Regions from separate parts of the Triticum aestivum genome. Here region 2 is linked to region 1. The links are chromatin contacts, called in public Hi-C maps. All regions are on one chromosome and are shown on one strand. Each heading gives the region's core, a stretch centred on a gene start, on an enhancer-like site or on the middle of the called end of the contact. The rest is flanking DNA. Distances are from core to core; before and after follow the strand shown.

Region 1 (4,511 bases), core at 1,260-3,759:
ATCCGGTTTGTGGTTGGCATCACTGGAACAAGAGGTCGGGCTAGCACAAGGATTGCAGACTCGCCTTGAGCCCAACAACATATATTGTGTGTCAAAGGAAACAAAGGAAGCAGAAGTGTGACATGTTGTACAGGTTCGCCAACCGGCTTCATTGTCTACTTGGTGGTCGGCACGCCTTGCTAGAGGCCGCTACCAGTTGAGCAGGTAGGACGTGATCCGACCTGCGACCAAGACGACTTGAACCTAAGGGGTCGCGCATTTAAGGGAAGGAACTTGTGAGGCCGGAGCCGACTCCACGAGTCAGATGTGATCCTACTCGAACTCGGATCCAAGCCGAACAGGCTTTGGGCTTGAGGATCCGTGCGAGGACCAAGTGTTGAGCCCATGACGGATGCCTATATGTAGTGGAGGTGCGGCACACTCATTCAGTTGATCACTTCGGCACCGTCACTAGGTTTTGCATGTGTTGCGAATAGCCACCTTCACTCGCTGTCGCCTGTGTGATCGGACCTAGCAGTCCGTCGCACGGTGTTCCTCCTGCACGCGCGCATACCGTTAGAGGCGGTGCACTTGCGCCGCTCCGATGAACCAGTATGTGGGATTCAACGATCGATTGTTCGAGTGAGATTGGGCGAGGAGGACACGAACCCCGCGGACGCGCTGCCCCAACTCTACTTCCGCTACACGGCACTGCGCGTCTGGTGGTAACGATCTGTGATCCATCTCCCGTTGTTTCTGGTTGATATGCGCGTAGGAAATTTTTTAATTTGCAGTCTATGCACCCTAGCGTAGAACCCAACAGCTTTGGCAAGCAGTTGCTGCAAGTGGTCAATGGCAATGACAATGAGCAAAGGGGAAAGAGGGTCACCCTGACGCAACCCCTTACCGAGTTAAACATTTCAAGGTCGGATAGATGGATCCCGGTCCATTTTTCACCTGGTTATATTCAAAAAGTTATAGTCGAATTTAAAAGTTAGAAAGAAAGTGTGCAATTTGGTATATGTACACAATGCGAAATAAATTGAGCGCCTATATATTTTGGGTTCAAAATATTGTCAGATGTGATTTGTAACCTGACTTCGGTAACCTAGCCAGAGGTGTTGTTAAGCCGTCTCCCACTCTTGAAACCCTATGCACCACAACGCCACCGCTCCTGCCAACGAGGTCATGGATCCCCTCCTCCTCCGCATTTTGCTATGTCAACAGGAGAGAGTGGGGCCTCGGATTTGCGCTGCGGCACTATAGTTGGATTTCTTAGGATTGGAATTTCGTTCCCCAACACCAATGTTGTGGTGGTGATGGTGGCATCATGCGGTTCAAGGATAAGGTTCCCGACTCCTGGTGCATCTAGCCGACGCGGTCTCATCGGTGTCGTAGAGGGTGGGAGGGGAATTTTCTGGTTGTTGTTCTTCAAGAGTGGTGGATCTGGTTGAGCCATATTATGTAGGTGGCCTTTGAGGGTGTCTTCTGGTGGAGTGGACGGTGTCATTTCTTGTATTGATCATGTGGCTCCTTCTCCGTCTGGCGACATTCGGACATTCGATTGTATTTCGGATGTCCAGACGTGAAGGTGGCCGCGTGCTGCCTGTTAGTGCAGGAGGAAGACGGCGTTGATTTCTTCGAGGATTGGCATGTAATTTTTAGTTTCTGTAATGACGGTCTGATAAGGAAGCGATTCAGTGCCCATATGCATATGCACATGGGCGTGAACAGTAATTGTTTAAAATAGCAATAAAATCCAAAAAAAACTGAAATTTGTTGGCATCCAACATGCTTGAACGTGTGATGTGCATGCAAAATTTTGTGACGTTTGAACATTCGATGCGGTCGTGGCAAAAAAGACAAAAATTGGTTGTGAAAGAAACTTTGAATAAGTACATTGTTTGGGCTCAATTTTGTCTTTCTTGCCTATAGATCCTCGAATGCCCAAACATCACGAAAATTTGCACCCTCCTTGCACACTCGATCACAGTCGATACCTAAAAAATTCTGAATTTTTTGAATTTTGTTACTATTTTATATGAAATTATTGTTCATCGGGTGTAGATGAGCCCGTGCTCATACTTGAATTACCGGTCTTATAAGGACTAGTCGATTCTAATATATGACGTTTGGTATTTTCACAAGAGAAGTGTGATTTTCAAATTGAGCACATGCATGTAAAGTCATATGTGTTGAACACATCCTCCAAACTAAAAAGCGGGAATCGACTATTTGCACGACATTATGGACTCCGTGGTCTTCGTCCATGGCATTCAAAAGGAGCACGTGGTTAAACAGCTCCGTGCTTCCAAAGGCCTCTCGGCGCGCAGCTGTTCCGTTTTCGTCCATTTGCACGACATTTTTTCAAAGCCCACCTGACCCGATCAGAAGGCCATGCCTCCCTCTCCTAAACACTGCTTAACGTGTGTACGCATGTGGCCACTGCCCACTGGGCCACGCGCTCACTAACTAACCGCGACGTACTACCAGTGCCGTTACATCTGCCCGTGCATATATACTGCCTCGGTACCCAGTCGGGAGCCAAGAGATGAGCCTCCCGTTTGATCGTAGCAGAGTGGTTTTGATTGTGCCAGTGCGACTACGACTGCTACCCCGCGCCCGCGCCGACGAGAGCAGAGAAGCGAAGCGAATTCTAGAAGGAGCCGTAAATAAATACTCCTCCTAGCCGGTGAGAGCAACGCCAACGCCCATAGTTCCGTCCCATACCACACAACCACTAGCTAGCAACCAGAGACTCACTGCCGCCGCCGCCGCCGCTGCTTGCATTGGAGGCGCTAGCCTAAGGCTGTGCCATCTTCGTTCTTCGACGACGACCGCGAAAATTGTAGGGCTGGCAGACTGGTGGCCGGCCGGCGCGGCGGCCGAAGCCCAAGCCGAGGAGATGGGGAGCATGGACGGCCACCCGCTCCAGGGCAACCACGCCTACGCCCACGTCCCTGCCGGCAGCAACAACGACGAGGACGACGCGTCGCCGCCGCCCTCGGCCGGCGGGGGGTCCTCGGGGTCGGGCCGCCGGCCGCGCGGCAGGCCCCCGGGGTCCAAGAACAAGCCCAAGCCGCCCGTGGTGGTGACGCGGGAGAGCCCCAACGCGATGCGCTCCCACGTGCTGGAGATCGCCAGCGGGGCCGACATCGTCGAGGCCATCGCGGCCTTCTCCCGCCGCAGGCAGCGCGGCGTCTCCGTCCTCAGCGGGAGCGGCGCCGTCACCAACGTCACGCTGCGCCAGCCCGCGGGGACCGGGGCGGCCGCCGTCGCCCTGCGGGGGCGGTTCGAAATACTCTCCCTGTCCGGCGCCTTCCTCCCGGCGCCGGCGCCGCCCGGGGCGACGGGGCTCGCCGTCTACCTCGCGGGCGGGCAGGGGCAGGTGGTCGGAGGCAGCGTGATGGGGGAGCTGCTCGCGTCGGGCCCCGTCATGGTGATCGCGGCCACGTTCGGCAACGCCACGTACGAGAGGCTGCCGCTGGATCAAGACGCCGAGGAGGGCGCTGTGCTGTCCGGGTCGGAGGGCGCCGCCACGCAGCTGGAGCAGCAGGGCAGCGGGGGCGCCGCCGTGCCCCCGCCGATGTACGCCGTGCCGCAGACGCCGCCCAGCGACATGTTCGGGCAGTGGGGGCAGGCGGCCGTGGCGCGGCCTCCGCCGACGTCATTCTAGCGCTGCACCGGCGAATCCTCGCGCGCGCGGTTCCTCTACCTAGCTAGTTTAGCTTTCTGCTTCTTCCCTAGTCGTTTGCCTAGCTTCCATTATCTTGTTAATTAATGTGCTATGTCATGCATGGGTACTTGTATGGTATATTTTTTCCCTTTTTTGTTTTCATTCCTCTTCCGTCTTTGAAGCTTGGGAATGTAAAATTCCTACAGGTATCAAGAACCCAACGAACAATGGTTGCTCGTCAATTAGCTTCTTAATTTCCAATGATCAATTGGTTTTCGCCTCCTAATTTCCAATGATCGATTCTTAGAGCATCTTCAGCCGTTGGCCCCCCAGGGGGCGCCTAAAATCACCGTCTGGGGTGACCCGGCGAAAAAAATGGGCCTGGGCGAGTTGGCCCCCAGCCGCCGCCCCCAGGGCCGGCCCCAGACGCGGGAAAAAAAATTGTGTACCAAATTTACGCAAAGTTCGGCTAAAACACGCCAAATTTCGGCAAACTTGGGCTTATATTCGCGGATTTAAGTCGAGTAGTCGCAATTACATATAAAAACTAATAAAAAAACTAATCGGGAAGATGGAGTGGCTGGGGAGAAGAGATCGGCGGCGGCGCTCGGGAGATGAAGTGGCTGGGGGAGAACAGATCGGCGGCGGCGCTCGGGAGATGGAGTGGCTGGGGGAGAAGAGATCGGCGGCGGCGCTCGGGAGAGGGAGTGGCTGGGGGAGAAGAGATCGGCGGCGGTGCTCGGGAGAGGGAGGGCTGGGGGAGAAGAGATCGGCGGCGGCGCTCGGGAGAGGGAGGGCTGGGGGAGAAGAGCTCGGCGGCGGCGCTCGGGAGAGGTGGAGAGGTGGCACTCATCAC
Region 2 (3,973 bases), core at 256-2,755, 210 kb before region 1:
ACGAGGAATTCATTTTCCAAACAAAATTTCCTTTCCTTCTTGGTTTTCGCACTTTTATTCTAATTTCACCCCGGCCCACCCACCCCACCAACCTCCCTCCCCCCTTAGGCCTTGTTCGGTTAATCCTCTCCCCAAGAGGATTGGAGGGGATTGGCAAGGATTGGTTCATATTTTGACTAATAAAAGGTTTAAATCTCCCTCAAACCCCTTCAATCCACTCGGATCCACACGCAACCGAACAAGGCCTTAATGATCAAATTTGCTTGGTTTTGAAGTTTATATTATGGATAAAACTAAAGCTCCACCAAATAAAATGGTCCTTATTTCGTCACATTATGTGAGTATGTTTCTTCTCATTGCACTGATATGATATCTTGGGACACTCAAGGCAAATAAAATAAATACATGTTGGGCCACTGCTATTTATTTATTTTGGCAAATTGAAACCAACAAGAAAGGGCAACAAAAAGTAAAATTACATCAAAAATCATACTTGTCATCTTTTTCCTTTGAGTGTTCCCAATCCGCCGAAGGTTAATTACATTGAATCAATGGCAAGGGAAAGAGACACCTGTAAAAACGCCATCTCCATATTGTAGCCACTCGCCGATGTTAGGCTGTCCCGGTACCTTATTTGTATTTGGTGCCTTAATATTTTCCTTGGTCTCTCTGTCTTGTTTGTTCTTGGTCTCTCTTTATAATGCCGTCGGAATACAACACTGATCTGCTCGTGCTCTAATGGAGCACTACACGTTACACCGCCCCATCACACGGATCCATCATTTCTAGCTTAGCTGGTGGTTAAGAAAACAAGAGCGGCCCCGGCCCCAGGGCTCGTGGACGATGTCGACTTGTATGAGTAGTTGTGCGCGCGCGATTCTTTCTCACCCTCCAAAATCAAACCCTTGATTACGGAGAAGCGAGTCAATGTCGAGACGTCACGTCAATGGGTGCCGATTTCTAAAGGAAGCGTCAGGATGGGGATCATGGGGGAAGGGGGGGTGCATGCAATGCAATGCACTTGGGCGTGTGCGGGGCCATTATTTCCGACTGCGGCCACACAGGTCGCCTCGCTGCCGTCGCTGTCGCCGATCGCAACGCTCCAACCGTCGGAGTTTGGCCATGCCATGTACGTGCGACACCAACACGAAACCTAGCGGCCCTACTACCATACCAACCCTAGACGGTAGGGTCTCACGGCGCTCGATCGGTCGCTGGCCGCCTGCAGCGACCTCGCTGCTGCCTCTGCTCGGAAATGTAGTGCTTGTTCATTTGTGGTAAAAGCAGCAGCGTCAGTGTCCGTGCTAGTAGTACATATATGCGACAGCAACTCTCTAGAAGGCTGGCTATCCATGTGTTCAATTTAATTAAGCTGACTGATTATGTATATTCAAACGAGGTGAATTACTTGGCCGAATGGATGGCTGAAGTGGAGAGAGAGCAGGATTATCGGTCAGTGTGCAACTCCTGAGCTGGTCTTTAAAAACGATGAACGACAAGAACAGGTGTAGCTCGCAAAACCTAATAATAATAACGTCAAGGCAAACATGCACGTATGGCAGCAGGCACTACTCTGTGCGTGTCCCCAGCGACGCAGTCCCTATCTTATAACATTATTTCGGGGCTTATCCTCTTGCCGGAAAGCGAGCTTTGTGGAACTGTTCCTGATTAAATGCCACAGGAAAATAACCAAGATAATAATATGGTCCTGTATATTCAAACAAAACAAAACACTAGAAGACATACTTGTAAGTTGTTGCAGCTAGTATAAGCGTTCGGAGAAACTAGCTGCTTCTAAAGTGCAAGTTTTGCTTGCCCACAACACTCGTTCAGAAAGAGCATGGGTAGATGGAGGCATGGATCCGCACCTTCCACGAATTGTGCCTAAAACAACCCATTTTCATTGGCTTGACTACATTTTATTTCGCTCCTTATATAATACTAGTACAAATGTCCATGGGGTGCAACAGGCGAAAAAATTAAGCATACTCTATGTGGCGTTACACAACACTTCTTATATCCAATTTTGGCTAACGTTAAAAATAAGGTTATACTAGGCATAACATTTTGAATATTCAGTTCTGGCTAACGTTAGAAATAAGGTTACACGGAGCATAGCATTTTGGACCATAAAATTTGGACGTGAAGAAGCTACCCTAACATCGTTTGCCGGGACTTAATTTAGCTCTGTACTTTCATCTAATGAAAAAGTAGTTGTGAATGGAATAGCCTTTCAATCGATTATATTTTTTCTTGTTCAAAAAACACTTTTTAAAAAAAAAACTGATTTTTTTTGTATTTTTTCAAAACATTTTTTAAAGTAGTACTCCCTCCATTTTTATATACAAGGCCTCAAACTCCGATTACAAGTAAAAGATAAAATTTAATACATGTTTTGCAAGTCAACTTTTCTTCTTGTCTACTCGGATCATTAATACGCTGCATGCATGCAAGAAAACTGAGTGGATGAAGTAGCTAAGTGTCATTATGATTGTATGCATGCAAGCATTAAACAAGTTACTAGTACAAGAAATATCATTAATTTTTACCTTAATTACTGTTGGTGGCCTGGTATAGATGCAAAATGTATATTTTATAGTGGCCTTATATAAGTAAATGGAGGAAGTATCAATTTTTGGTGATATTTTTTTTGAAAATTAAATTACATTTGTATTTGTTTTCTGCACTATTTTTGGGCTTGGCCCAAGCAAAAGGACTTGACCGACACACGCACAGACAATATGTGCTCTCTCTCTGTTTCGCTAAAAAAGGTACTGTCTCTGTTACTAAAAAAAAGAGGCGTGAACTCGATCTCCCTTCCCGTTCCCCATTCTTCCTCCCTAGTGTTGGACAACGCCGCCGCCGCCTCCCGTTTTGTCGTCGTTCTCAGAGGACAAGGGTAGGCACAATATCGCTTCTGGCGGCTGCACCATCATGCCCACCACCCGCGCCGCCGAATCAACCTTACCTTGCGCGGCTCCCTCTTATTTCAGTTGCACCCGCACCACCACCGACGGCGCGGCTCCGGCGTCCCTGGTGTCTCCTCTCCAACACCTACAACGCCTCCTCAAATTATTATTTTTGAAATGGAGGCAAAAGCTTTGCCTCATCTCATTAAATAATAAGAAGTAAGACAAGGTTTCAAGGTTACAGGACTACACAAGTCCCAAACAAACGGGATCACTCTCCCGGAATTAAATTGCCCAAAAAACTAGCTCTCGCTAACACCCACATCTTGGCCTCCTCCTTTATTATCGCTACCACTCTCGTGGGCAGAGATTCCTTGTTACAGAAGACCCTAACATTTCTCTCATTCCAAATCTCCCAATTGATGAGCATTTGTAGGGAGTTGGCCGCCTTTCGAGGGTAGCAAGGTCGTCCCACGCTGGCGGATCACCATTGTTTAACTGTCAGTAGATCGGTCCATGAGGGCATTGTAGACTGCATACCTAGCCAATCATAAATCATGTTCCAGACTGTTGGAATAATGGCATTTGAACATCAGATGGGACATAGATTCCGGTCCCCTTTTGCATAGCTGACAAAGGCCGCAATTTGGCCATCCTCCGCGTTGTAATCTGTGAGAAGTCCATATCCTATGTTGAAGGACAAGCCAAGAGAAGAATTTAATCTTGGGAGGTGCCCAAATCTTCCAGACCATTCTCGGCATCTCGGAGTTAATCAAACCGTAAACTACATCGTGTAAGCAGTGGCAGTGGAGTAGCAATCATCTTCGGTGAATTTCCATTGAATGGTATCCTCAATGCTCGGACCAAGGTGGATCTCTTGGGTCTTGCACCAAAGGTCAAAGAATTGCCTAATAAGCTTAACCGAGAGCCCCCCTTCCATGTTGATGTGACGAATCCAGTCATTATTAATCATTGCCTTAGCGACACAACAATTTGTGCATTTAGAGATGGCGAAGATGCCCGGAGAGATATCCCTCGGCTTTTGACCAGAGAGCCAAGGAGCA

What was found. Hi-C and Micro-C count contacts between places; a contact is called where the count stands out from the background.
Region 2: a contact with region 1 is called in a Hi-C map of leaf, with 3 times the contacts expected there. The contact joins the enhancer-like site here to the promoter of LOC123097930 in region 1. A contact is called at or near these places in 3 of 5 Hi-C or Micro-C datasets (all in leaf).

Annotation. Positions count from the first base shown.
Region 1 is chr4D:362,144,413-362,148,923 of IWGSC CS RefSeq v2.1, reverse strand. LOC123097930 (AT-hook motif nuclear-localized protein 29) reads left to right here and starts at 2,509. Exons shown (of 1, transcript XM_044519777.1): 1 at 2,509-3,916. The coding sequence starts at 2,885. The coding sequence ends at 3,655.
Region 2 is chr4D:362,355,608-362,359,580 of IWGSC CS RefSeq v2.1, reverse strand. No RefSeq gene overlaps it. Among protein-coding and RNA genes, the nearest start is that of LOC123097931, 100 kb to the left of the region's middle. Within about 2 kb of position 1,505, at least 2 of the 8 cell types and tissues checked have an H3K27ac peak or open chromatin away from gene starts, as enhancers often do. A contact at or near this core is called in leaf, where this site is marked.